Linked DNA regions of Mus musculus: region 1 is linked to region 2. The links are chromatin contacts, called in public promoter capture Hi-C maps. All regions are on one chromosome and are shown on one strand. The core of a region is the stretch at or near the end of the contact, and the rest is flanking DNA. Distances in the headings are between cores, read along the strand shown.

What was found. Promoter capture Hi-C pulls out the DNA fragments that hold promoters and counts their contacts.
Region 1: a contact with region 2 is called in a promoter capture Hi-C map of hippocampal neurons, with 3 times the contacts expected there. The contact joins the enhancer-like site here to the promoter of Colec11 in region 2. A contact is called at or near these places in 6 of 39 promoter capture datasets (the 3T3-L1 cell line, 3T3-L1-derived adipocytes, the C10 cell line and 3 more), 2 of 115 datasets of contacts at active chromatin or transcription factors (embryonic forebrain and epiblast stem cells) and 1 of 9 other capture datasets (adipose tissue).

What each region holds. Positions count from the first base shown.
Region 1 is chr12:30,000,868-30,007,200 of GRCm38.p6, reverse strand. It overlaps Pxdn (peroxidasin), which reads right to left. Exons shown (of 23, transcript NM_181395.2): 17 at 3,777-5,280; 18 at 1,351-1,485; 19 at 467-675. Among named protein-coding and RNA genes, the nearest start is that of Gm15691, 55 kb to the left of the region's middle. Within about 2 kb of position 2,715, at least 79 of the 459 cell types and tissues checked have an H3K27ac peak or open chromatin away from gene starts, as enhancers often do. A contact at or near this core is called in hippocampal neurons, where this site is marked.
Region 2 is chr12:28,621,293-28,627,889 of GRCm38.p6, reverse strand. Colec11 (collectin sub-family member 11) reads left to right here and starts at 4,560. Exons shown (of 7, transcript NM_027866.2): 1 at 4,560-4,656.

The sequences.
Region 1 (6,333 bases), core at 1,466-3,965, 1.4 Mb before region 2:
AAGATCTTCTAGTGACATCTTAACGTGAGACATCTGCGGTGATAACTGCCATCGAGAAGTGCACTGTACTCACAGTAGGACAAAATGTGACATTAAGCGCATGGAGTTTATGACCACACTTGGCTCAGTGGTTGGTGTGAGCATCTTCTGTACTGAACTTCCACCCACACTTTATAGTGTACATCTACAGGGTAAAGCAACCCTCTAGCCTTGGGTGCCTCCTACGTTCATCAAGAGGCAGAGTGCGTGGACTTACCAACCTATATAGCTAAGGCTCAAGGCTAGGTGCTTTTACAATAAAAGATAAAACTGGACATTCTTCCCTCAGACCATGTCACCGTTCACTAAGCAAAGCAATCACAAACAATTCCCACAACGAGGGGCAAAGGCCACTTTCCCCGTTCTCAGGCAAAGCAGCAGTAATGGGGACACAGTGAGGGCAGGGCAGGGTGCTGGCAGCATGTACCTTCACAACAGTCCTGCCACACTCGCAGGTCCACCCTGGGGATGTCCTCACAGCTGCTATAACCGTGGGGGAACTCTGCCACCCTGAACACATCCTGCTGCACACGGGTGATGTTGTCTGAGTTGTCACAAAGGATCCTCGCCAGGGACGTCTGCTTGAGCTGAGTCAGCTGGGCGGGGGAGAACACGCCTGGGTTCTCATACCACAACCTGGACTCCGGGGATGACAAGAGCAGGGTCAGTGGGGTCAGCAGAGGGCAGGGAGAATGTCAGCCACAAGGATTCAAGCCAATATGGAAATCATGGATTCAGTTAGCAGGAATTAAAAAAAAGTATATAGCCACCATTGTTCAAATTCCCACCCAATAAATGAGAGAAAACAGCAAGAAGATGGCTACTCTTGACAAAAGGATGGATAGTGAAACTTCTAACTAAACTCCTCAGCTGATTCTTTGGCCTCTTTCCCATTTCCTAAAGTAAATTAACATTATTAAAAAGAAAAAAAAATCATCTTGCCAAAAGCCTCAAGTCTCAGTAAAGTTGTTAGGGTGCACATCTGAGCATGAGGCCAGCCCAAGCTATACAAGTGAGACCCTATCTCAAAAACCCAAACAAAACAAACAACAATGCTCTAATCCTGGTACTGCCTGGGATGGTCAAAAGGCTCCTGGAAATATATCCGTTCTCACTGGCTCCAGAGGCCAATGGTACCTGGGACTCAGGTGTGTTAGCCTGAAAGGGTAAGGTGCCAGGCAGCCTTGAGGAGGTACGGAGCCATCTGAAGGGCAGCAAGTGGGAAGGGGCTCTCCCTGTCCTAAGCAAGCACAGGTCCTCTCTGCCCCAGATCCACACCAACAGTGTAAGACAAGGTTTTCTAGCACCCACCTGTCTCCATCCCGCAGGCGTCGGAACTGTGTGCTGAGCAGGCACATGAGTGTGGGCCCCAAGCGGCTGCCAGGTACTAGGTCTTCTACCATGAGGGCTGGGAACAGATCAATGTTGAGAGTCGAGCCATACAGCCTGCAATAGACAAGGACAAAGTTGAGTGTGCTCATCATAGCTGCCTGGGATATGAAACACTGCAAACAGGAAAAAGGCCCCCATACATCCTCCAGACATTTCCTGGACAAAGAGAGCTCATTGCTATTTCTTTAAATCTTCTTTAATCACATTTTAAAGAATTTTCCTCTTTTCCTTGTATATATGAGGGATATATATATATATATATATATATATATATATATATATATATATATTTACTTATAAGTGATTTGAAAGCCAAAAACATAAGAAAATTAAGACATAATTCTTTCCTGTGCTCCAGGGAGAATCACCCAAGTTCATGAGGCAACCTATCTATCTCCTCACACCTATCCTTTTCCTTAAGTATAAGAACAATGAATAGTCTAATTGAAAAGAATAAGATTAAACCCTACAGTATAGAGAAATGTATTTGTCAATGGAAATGCTGGTTAATTAAATAGGGTAGATATCTAACATGAAGCTTAAACATTATCAAATGTTTAACAAGCATTCTCTTAGGTCCTCCATGCCCTGGGAATATGTATGCCCATACAGAAAGATACAGAAAGAACCAGCAATGCCAAAAGACTTTTGTTTTCTAGCCTTGTGCAATTTTCTAAGAGCTTACAAGGCACCAGGTAGTCTTGGTTCCAATTGCTGCAAGAGACTGTGCTGGAGTCTGAAATAACATCTTCCAACCCCTACGCCCAACCCTCCATTCCCCACCAGGCTTGGAGCGACAGTGGAGCACCCTATAATCTATCGGAAAAGACATACATTCATCTCCCAACATGACAAACATTCCTCTTCCATCAAATCTACTCTCATCAAGCTGCCATCTAGCTTGTCCAAGCACAAACTGTGGTCACTGACATTCAGGGACAAGCACCCTGGCCTTAAGCCTCCCAGGCCTTACTGGAAGTCACCTGCCATGAGGACAGAGAGGGCTGCTGGCTTTGCTGCGCGGGCACCAGATGACAGTGTCACCTCAGGATGCCTGCTCTTTGCCCTCCCGTCTGTAAAGGGGTAGCAGAAGGCTGAAGGATATGTTTCAGGTCTGCTGGGGATGCTCTCCATGGCACTACAGAGCCTCCCCCCCGGAGGGGGGGTAGCCTGTGGACCCCACCAGGGAGAGAAGCCCAGATTCAGCCCACGTCTTCATCTCCAGGCTGCCCTGAAATGTAAAACTTCAACAGGCTGCCAGGACAGTAGACGACAGCTGCGTTCCCCAAGGCCTGCTGAAAATCCTGGCAGCCCAGGCTTTCATGGCCATTCAGCTCTCCTCCCAGTCACATCTCATTTTTTCCTCTTTGTAATTAGTTCACAGAAAGAATAAATGACTAGTGTATGTGTGTATGTGTGTACGTGCGCGTGCATGCGTCGTGTCTTTGCCAAGGTCTCTCCCCTTACAGCTGGTCCAGGCCCACCATCTCCAGCAGCAGCAGTGGCAAGATTACCAGAAACCAAGAAGTTCTGAAATATTTTGGCAAGCAAAAGCAAAAATGAACTGGGAAAGCCATCCGTGGCCATCTGGATGGGGACATGATGCCCCATGAAGTAGTCAGTGAGCATAAATCCCAATTAAGCATAACGGTGACAAAAAGATATATTGTCCCCGTGGAGAACTCGCGTGCTTCCCTCGCCAATAATCAAATCCCATTATGTAAGTGCACTGGAGCACAGGGAGGCAGCTGTCATTCAGAAACTGCAGTATCTCACAAGGGAGACCTTCCTGCACGCCTCAGGTCTGAACAGCCCCTAGGAGGCAGAAGGTCCGAAGAAGCCTGGCCCTAGATGAGATAACCAAATCCCGAGCAGACCAGTTCTATCCTCTGAGTGGTGGGTTATTCATCTCCCATGAAACTTCCACATCTGTTATTCAGCTCCCAGGCCAGCTCTCCTCTTGTATGAGCAATAGCCACTCATGCATGAGTCACACTATAGGTGGAGAGCCAGGCCCAGGAGGCTGGCCAGTCTGAGGCCCATTTGCCATGTGACTTTACTGTCCCAGCTAGGAAAGTATAACTGCTATCTCAACAGAAAACTCCTTACAGTTTACAAAGTCTACCTCCTGAGCACAAAGAGGTGGGCAAACACGACTACCCCAACCCTAGGCTGGCTCTGTATGTAGCATCTTGGCCAGCAGACCACAGGCTGTCCAATCTCAGTCACCACAGATTTCTCTCACCACTGAAGCTTGAACCTAGAGACGGTGACATCACAGTTCACAGCCAAGGTCTCTTGACATCTACATACCTATCAAGGTGCCTCAGTTTACCAATACCCACCTCTGCAGTTTCTCCCGGATCACAGGGCTCTTGATCTCATTTTTCAGGTCCTCAAAGGTGTAAGCAGCCGACAAGTTGCAGTAGACTCTGTAGTCATGGTAGGGTGGGATGCCATGGTCCCGGCCTCGCTGGATATTGATGGCAGCCAGGTCCAGGGCCACTGTGTGGGCCATGGAGAACAGCCTCTCCGTGAGCTCTGTGTTCAGCAATTGAGAGGGAATGCGCATCTTCCCTGCCACTCCAAACAGCCCTCGGAGAAGTGGGTCGATGCCCCCCTCGTTGACAATCCGGAAGGGCGAGAAGAAGGCTTTGTGGAGGGGCACATGGCCCTGAGGGATGGGCTCAAAGTTCTCATCCAGCCGGTAGAGCAGAGGGTTGATCAGAGTGTGACCGAACCTGAAGGCTGCAGTGGCAAAGGCATTAAAGATGCCAGCATTGACACTGGGGTCGTAGCCCCGGTACTCACCGAGCATCTTCATGCCCACCTCCCCCAGGATCTTGGGCAGCCAGTGCCGGTAGGTGATGTGCTGTATCTCTGCCCCGACTATCTTGCGGGTCTCATGGTAGACAGTGTCCCCATCCCAGTGCGGGTTTAGCTTCAACAGCTCTGCTGCAATGCGGTTGTGCTCCCGGAACCACAGCGTATGCATGCTGGTCAGGCCAAGCTGCTCGTTGGCACGGTGGTCGCCGGCCAGAAAGCATGGTATCGGGCTCTCGTTCTCATCGCGCATGCACTCAGTGGGTGGCCCGGTGGCAAAGGGAAGCAGGGGCTTGCCAGACCTCTGCACAATGCCCTGACGCAGCAGGCCACGGTGGCTGGCCAGGTCCCGGATGCTGCGGGCTTCGTGGTCTGTGCTGCCGTACACATTGGAGGCATCGATGTAGGAGGTGAGCTGGTTGATCTGCTCTCGAGGGTACACAGAGTTCATGAGCAGGGACGTCATGCCGCTGCCACACACGGGGCTCGATCGCACGAAGAACATGCATCGGGCGCCACTCCGCACCCGGGGATCATTGGGGGGGATCATGACCGAGAAACAGGGAGGGTCATTGCTGCACACAGAGCTGCAATGCTGGCCGTCAGAGAAGCGGGCCTGGCTCAGGGCTACCACTGTAGAGTCTAGGTCATGGTCAAGGAACTGGCCCCATTGCATCAGCATGTGTGTAAACTGCTCATCGGGGGTGATCACCTCTGTCCCAATCAGTGTGGTGGACACCAGGCGGGGCATGGGTAGTACATGCCCATTGTACTGACGCTGGGAATTAATGCCCCGGGGTGTGTTGAACCCATTCTCATACACAGCCTTCAACAGGCGCTCAAAGGCGGTCAGTGAGGCACCCCACATCGGGTGCTGTAGATTGTTGCACGTGCCATCGTGCGTCCTATACTTCTGGTGGAAGCACATGTCTGAGCAGTTGTTCACGCGGCGGTGTGCAGTGCAGCCTGACAGGTTGGCGATGAGGCTCAGGTACTGCGGGGACACCAGATCATTGTAGTGGTAACCTGCAACACAGTAGAGAAGTATTGGCTTCTACCAGCCATGGTGCAGACCACTGCCTTCAGAGTCTCCGCTGGTGCCTGCAGATGCTCTGGCTGCTGATTGGGTGGAGTATTCCCTTCCTGCTCAGCTCACTGTTTGCTGACAGTCTTGACGCCTTTCCATCAGGTCTATGGTTTTACACGACTAGCTCTAATAAAGTGATTCCTCAAGAAACCCAGCACATTCAGAGGTCCAAAACTGAGGGCCTTCAGCCTACCTCATATTGTTCCATGGAACAGGCAGAGAAGCACCTCCACACCAGCCCTAGGTCCTCTCCTTGTGGAAGAGCTTCCCTATGCCCATCAATGTTCACTATAGTGACTAAATATACCAAAGCACCTGTCTTCAGAGTCCATCCTATAGCCACCTGCAAGTATGAGTCAGACACTTACAGGGGCCTCAGACTCCTGCCACCCTCTCCTTTCCTCTGTCATCAACCCAGGACACTGCTCATGACACTGGTCTTGCTTCTCACAAAATCCACCATAAGACACACCCATCCACCTGGCCAGCCAGGGGCAGATTCCCACTAGGTTGCCTTCCTGCTCAGAAGCCTTAGACGACCCATCAGCTACAGGAAAACCCCAGGTCTTGTTGGTCAGCAGCATGACTCTAAAAGTTCTCTATGACCTTCCTAAAGCCATCAAAACCAGGTACATAAACACCTCTGGACCCCACGCTCAGAGCTGTTTCATCAAATGCTGCCTGAAGACATTGGCATAGCCAAGGCCTCCCCCTTCCTCTCTATCCCTCCATTACAGAGTGTTCCAGTCTTCAGACAAGCACAAATATCTGAGGACAAGCTCACTCACTGAGACTCATGTATACACACTCACAGTTTAACCCTCATAAACATACACAATCCTGCCTGCATAACCATATGACATGCTTCTATGTAAAATATGCAAGATAACTTGCTCACACGTGGGCACAATCACATTCACATGTGCATATATCCAGGTACATGAGACCAATATCCATGTGTATTCTCTGTCTCTTTCTCTCTGTCTCTCTGT
Region 2 (6,597 bases), core at 3,311-5,810:
CACTTGGGAGGCGGAGGCAGGCGGATTTCTGAGTTCGAGGCCAGCCTGGTCTACAGAGTGAGTTTCAGGACAGCCAGGACTACACAGAGAACCCCTGTCTCGAAAAACAAACGAAACAAAAAATTTGGGTTCTTGAGGCCCCACCCCTCCTGGGGCTTCTGGCAATTAGCGATTGGTTGGTTATGAGGATCGTCTTATGTTTTGGAGCCACTTCTAAGTTAGCCATGCTCCAGTAAACAATGCCACCCAAGCTCATGCAAGCAACCATAAGTAAACTATGTTTAAAAATGGAAAGATTGGAGAGAGAGTTTTATGTCAGCTTGTCACAAGTGAGAGTCATCTGAAAAGAGGAAATAAGAAATCGCTTCCAAAAGATCCACCTGTAAAGCATTTTCCTAGTGAAGGATGGGGGAGGGCCCAGCCCATTCTGGGTGGTGCTAACTCTGGGCTGGTGGTTCTGGTTCTATATGAAAGAAGACTGAGCAAGCCAGTAAGCAGCACCCCTCCATGGCGTCTGCATCAACTCCTGCCTCCGGGTTCCTGCCCTACTTGAGTTCCTGTCCTGACTTCCTTCAGTGATGGACTGTGGTGTGGAAGTACAAGCCAAATAAACTTACCTCCCCAACTTGCGTGGTCGTGGTGTTTCTTCATAGCAATAGTAACCCAAACTAAGATAGTTGACTCATGGGTAAAGAGCACCAGCTGCTCTTGCAGGTGGGAGTTCACTTCCCAGCATCCATGTGGCACATCACAGCTGTCTAATTCTAGTTTAAGGGATCTGACATCCTCTTCTGGCCTAAGGCACTGCACACACAAGGTGCACAGACATGCCTGCAGGCGACCCTGAGGATCAGGCCTATTCACTGTGAATGTTTTTTCACAAGGTTGGAGGATGGGGACTGGGCCCTCACCTGATTTCAGTCCCATACAACCTCCCAGCCAGCTATATATAATCCTGCCATAATTGCACACAACATCAAGGGCCGAAAAGTGTAATATTATAGAAAGTAGTAGGCTAATGGACAGGAGCTTCATCTATGCCTCTATGGGGAAGCTGTCATCTGTGCTGGTGTGACTGTCTGACGCGGTGATGGCTTTGTCACCCAGGCCACTTCATGCTCTAATATCAGTGAGCCTAATATATCCATTGGCTCCACAGGTTGGACTTTGGGGTTGTCTTGGGAGCCTTATGAGGAAAGGGTAAATGTTTGTTTTGAGTTCCTGAAACAGAATTGTCAAAGAAGAACTTTTAAGTAATTTTTTTAAAAAAGATAAGTCTACCAGTGACTCAGTGGACAGTGTCCACTTTCCAGTTGCTCTCCGAGCTCATTTTAGTCTGACTTTCAGACTATATGAGGAAGCCACCCTGTGGTTTGTCATGCCTGTGACATGCTATCATGTTTCTCTGTTTGCTCTTTATTCCTAATGGTCACTGATTGGGTGACAGTTTTGCTAGGACAGTCACTACACCCAGCAAGGAGTCCTCTCTTCTGTAAATCAGTCTGTTGATTCTACCCCAGGGCTGTAAAGCAGCTAGAAGCATAGGCTAGTGTGAAGGGCTCTTGAAGGTTGAGGAGTAAGGCCAGTCGCAGCCCATATGGGGCTGCTGAGATGCTGCAGTAGACTTTCAGTGGTGTCCTGGCAGCCACTGTGAGACTGGCAGTGGTTCCCAAAGTGCCTCAACCTTGAGAATTTAATACAAATGAGAAGGTTCCCTCTGCCCAGTCATTAGGTCAGAAAACCTAGGCCCTGGAGCTAGAGAGATGGCTCAGTGGTTAAGAGCAGTTGATGCTCTTGCAGAGGACTGAGTTTGATTTCAGCATCCACATGACAGTCCACACCAGGATGTATCTCCAGTTCTAGGGGATTGATGCCTTTTCTGGCACCTGTAGGCACCTCTAGTGCAGGCTACTTGTGAGAACATCTGGGCAGGCCCTCTGGGCATCTGATGATGTCCCCTTTCCCATGCCACTGGCATATAAATGGTGTAATCCAGAATGTCAACACTGGATAGATATCTTAAATGGTTAAGACCTTTTAACTAGTTGGCAAGAACTGAGATTTTCAATCCCGCACCCTGGTCTTTCTGCTCCTCTGTATCCCCGAGTGACTAGGCTTAGGATAAGGGATGGAAGTGTCGTGCACTCTCCGGGAACTCAGTGATGAGGGCCTTTGGGGAGGTGGCCATGGTTAATGTCCTCAGGGACAGTGTCCCACAGATAGAGCAGCACGTCCAATGTGACCCCAGTAAGTTTCCCATCCAGAGCAGAGTGGGTTTCATGTGACTCTTCTATCCAAACTCCATGGTTATCTCAGAGAGATGTAAACAGTCGCTGGATTTGGGCCAGTGTTGTTCTGGTCAGGAATGGATGGTCTGTGGGGTCAGGGCAGAGGAAAGCAGTGGTCTGCCTCCAGCGGAGGAGTAGACAGTGCTTCCTGGTGACACCAGAGTACGCTTAATAATACAAGGGTCCTAACTTACAATCTACTCAACACAGGCAAGTTAAATTGCACTATTTTTGCAGTGGGGAGTATTTTTTAAACTGTTGGCACTTAAAAAGAAAATCCAAAAACCCTAAGGGTGGGCTGGAGACATAGGTTAGTCGACAATGTTTGCCTGGTATGTACAAGGCTGAGTCTAATACCAGTACCAGGGTGGGACTGAAGATTCAGAAGTGGTAGCTCATGTCATTCCAATATTAAGAGGCTGCAGCAAGAGGATTGCCTCTAATTTAAGGCCAGCCTGCGTTATGGAATATATTGCTTAAAAAAAAAAAGACTATAGCAGAGTATGGTGGCACATGTAATCTCCGTGCTTGGGAGGCAGAAGCAAGCAGATCTCTGAATTTGAAGCCAGCTTGGTCTACAAAGCAATTTTCGAGACAGGGTCATACAAGAGAAACCCTGTCTTGGAAAACAGACAAACAAAAAATATGACTTGGAAGGAAAAAATCTCTAGGCTTTCTAGGCCCTCTACCACCTTGAGGCAAAAGGGGGTATCTGACAGTTTGTTTGGGTAGGTTTTGGGTTTTTTGGGGGGGGCATTTTTGGTCTTGGTTTTTGGACAGGATTTCTCTGTGTACCCTTGGTTTGGCTGTTCAGGAACTTACTCTGTTGACCAGGGTGGCATGGAACTTAGAGGTCCGCCTACCCCTGCCTCCTGACTGCTGGGATTAAAAGCATACGCTACCATCGCTCAATGTTTGGGTAGGTCTTAGGAAGGATTCTTGGAACTCTTGGTTAGCTTTGTGTACTTCTGTGAACTTCGGAAATGTGAATGAGCTAAAGCCATTTCTATTGATTTTGAGGAGAGCTACATGAGGCTCTGTTTGAGAAACAAAACATAAAAGCTAAGCTTTATTTAGAGGAGATTATAGATTGACATGCAGTTGTAGAAAACATTCCAGAGGGTTCCCTTGAGCCCAGTTTCCCCAGTGGAAAGTCTGGCACAGCACTGCAACCCAGATTCCAACATAAGCAGGCCAAGCCATGTCACCCTTGAGGCACACAGTGTCCTAGCCAATCACTGATCTGTCCTTGATTTTTATAGTTTTATCACTTTAAGAGTCTTATATGAACAGGTTGTAAGGGCAATATGGCTGCAACATCACACACTCCATTGATCGTGAAGTTGGTTTGACTGATCTGGCTTCTTCCCTCATGGATCTACAGAGTTGTCCTGAAGCTACACGCCAGCAGTACAGCTTCCCTGATGGAGGACGACTGTTGTTTCTTTGAGGGTGTTAGCGTGCTTGTGCTCCCCCGATCAACCTCCTAACAGGCTCTCAGGAGTAGTTTGTTTGTTTGTTTGTTTTTGGTTTGTTTGTTTGTTTGTTTGTTTGTTTTTCAAGACAGGGTTTCTCTTTGTAGCCCTGGCTGTCTTGGAACTCACTTTGTAGACCAGGCTGGCCTCGAACTCAGAAATCTGCCTGCCTCTGCCTCCCAAGTGCTGGGATTACAGGCGTGCGCCACCACTGCCCAGCTCTCTCAGGAGTATTTTATAGATGGAACTCCACAGTGGGTAGCTTTTGGAGTCTGTTTTGCTATAGCACAGAACTCTTGTTGATCTCTCCAGCTTGCTGTGTGGGAATGACTTGTAGTGTGTGTGTGTGTGTGTGTGTGTGTGTGTGTAAGCAGGTGCATGTGTATGCAGAGATTCATACACAGTCTCAGTATGCACTCCTACCTGGCTGGCCTTGAACTTGCTACATAGTCTAGGCTGGCCTTTAACTCACAGCAATCCTCCTGCTTTAGTCTTCAGAATGCAGGGATTACTGGCATGCACCCCCATGTTTGGCACATGCACTTATTCGAAGAAAAAGAAAAGAAAGCAAAACAGGAAAGAAAACCAAAATTGAGAGAGAATGTTTGGGGTGGGGTTGGCTGGGCTCCCCAGACACCCCTTTGGCAGCAGGGGCCGAGTTCCCACACTCCACAGGGCCCTGCAGGACAGCTGATGGTTTCAGGCAGGAAGCTCTTGCAGATAAGGCTGCAGCCTCCAGCAGATTCGCTGGGCTGTCTGACATCCCAGGCAGGGTTTCTCTCTGAGCTGGACTGCAGCTGGTCTCTGTAAATAACAGCCATGAGGCTCCTTGGAGCAGTGTCTCTGCCAGCCGGTGACTGTCAGGACAGCTCCTTCGCCTAGTGTGCATCCAGGTAAGAGATGCTGCCCCAGGACACTAGGCCAGGACTGGACAGGTGTCGAGCACAGGCAGGAGGGCAAATTTCCAAACAGGGCTGGAGGGTAGACCCAGGCTGTGGAATTTGGCAAAGTGGGATTCAGTATCCTGGAGTTGATCAGTAAGTTAGACGCTAGAGTTCTAAAATTTATTTAGCTCAGAGTTAAAGGTGGAATCTTCGAGAAGCCAGCAGAGGCAGATTCTGGTCAATCAGAATGATGGAAATACAGTTACTCAGGTTATTTAAGAGCTGGAGTTTGCATAGATCATTTCTAACTCCAACCTGAGAGAGTGACATACTCCAGGCTGGCAGTGGGCAGCATTTATGGGTTGACAGCTAAGAAAGCCCTGTTCAGGGACCTACAACACCAAGACATACTCAGCTGTGGTTTTAGGTAGTGTGGGGAGGGGACCAGGAGGGAGGTACACTTCCCTCAGGGGAGCCATCTAACAGTGGACAGAGCCTCCCAACACTGGAAAGGGGAGTAACTCCAAAGGGCAGTTGCTTGTTGTGCCCTGACACCAGGCTTTGGGACTAGCTGCTGTGTCTGAGTGGCCCCAGCTAGCAGCTCCATATTAAAATGGTCAAATTTGTAAGCCATTGCTTGGCAGAATGGAACTTGATTTGACAAGCACTCTTGCCTGGGAGAGCAGAGCTCCAAACCTTCACATTTGGTTTTCTCTCCAATCTTGAGACATCTGTGCCAAAGACGAAGGAGAACAGGCAGATGTCTCCTTACCATGGTGTTGGTAAGATCCTCCCTGTAGCCTCATGGCGGGGGGTGGGAGTGTCACTTTAGGACAGAGGAGGCTTCCAAATGACAGTACCGTTCGCAGCAGATAGTTCAGAGTCTGCAAGATCCAGGGCTTCACTGTAGGTGTTTAATGGACACGTCATGATGTGTTTGGCTACTGTGTTTCCCCCTGGCCTGCTGCCAGTTCATTCTTGTTTCTTTTGTGAATTCCACATTTAATCTCTCCCCAGAAAGCTGTCTCTTTGATGGAAGTGGGGCCCCAGTCTTTGGGCCCTGGCTAAGAGATAAGGATGTTGTTTTTAAAAAGATTTTGGGCTTGCTGCATAGTCTCCGTTTATAAAACCAAATTCCTTTCCTGAGAGGCAACGGACCAGAACACAAGCCAGTACTTCCTGGTGGACATGGTACCTCCCCCCACCCAACCTCTATGTGACCACCTGCCCTGTTCTGGGCCAGGTCTGGGGCAGAATCTGAGAAAGTTGGAGGACAGGGCCCCATCACACCCACTAGCTTAGATAGAACTGAGGGTAAGGACACACAGGCAGGAGAGTCAGTGAGAGAGGAGGAGGAGCCAGCTCGGGGTATTCTTCATCTCTGTTCTTCCTTGTCACAGCTTGTCTGCTGTGGCCTGATCTTTTGTAAAGCCACACTTAGGACTTTCATGGGATAGAAAGTGATGACTGTCTTGCTGGATGCCTGCTGTCTCTGGAGGAGCGTTTGTTTCTATGGAATACATTCCTGTGCCATCCCGAGAGCATGGAGAAAAACAAACATCTGAGCAGTTTTTAATCTAACCGACAGAGGGTGCAGCAAGGGTTAGCATCGCTTTGATTGATTGATTGTTTGTTTTCATGGGGTCTCCTTTCATAGTGTTGGCTGGCCTCAAACTCACAGGAATCCTCTCTGCCTCTCATGTGTTTGGCAGGGGCCACCATGCCCAGCCTTTTGAGTTGTTTAAAAACTATGTATGTGTGTCTGTGTCTGTCTGTTCCTATGTGCATGTGTGTACAGGTGTCAGTGGGGGGTAAGAGGCAACGGCTCTCCTGGAGCTGGGGTTACAAGCATCTGGGAAACAAACTCGGGTGCTCTTCAAGAACAGTGCATGTTCTTAACCATTGAGCCATCTCTTTAGCATCATTCTCCACCCCCACCCCCCACCCCGA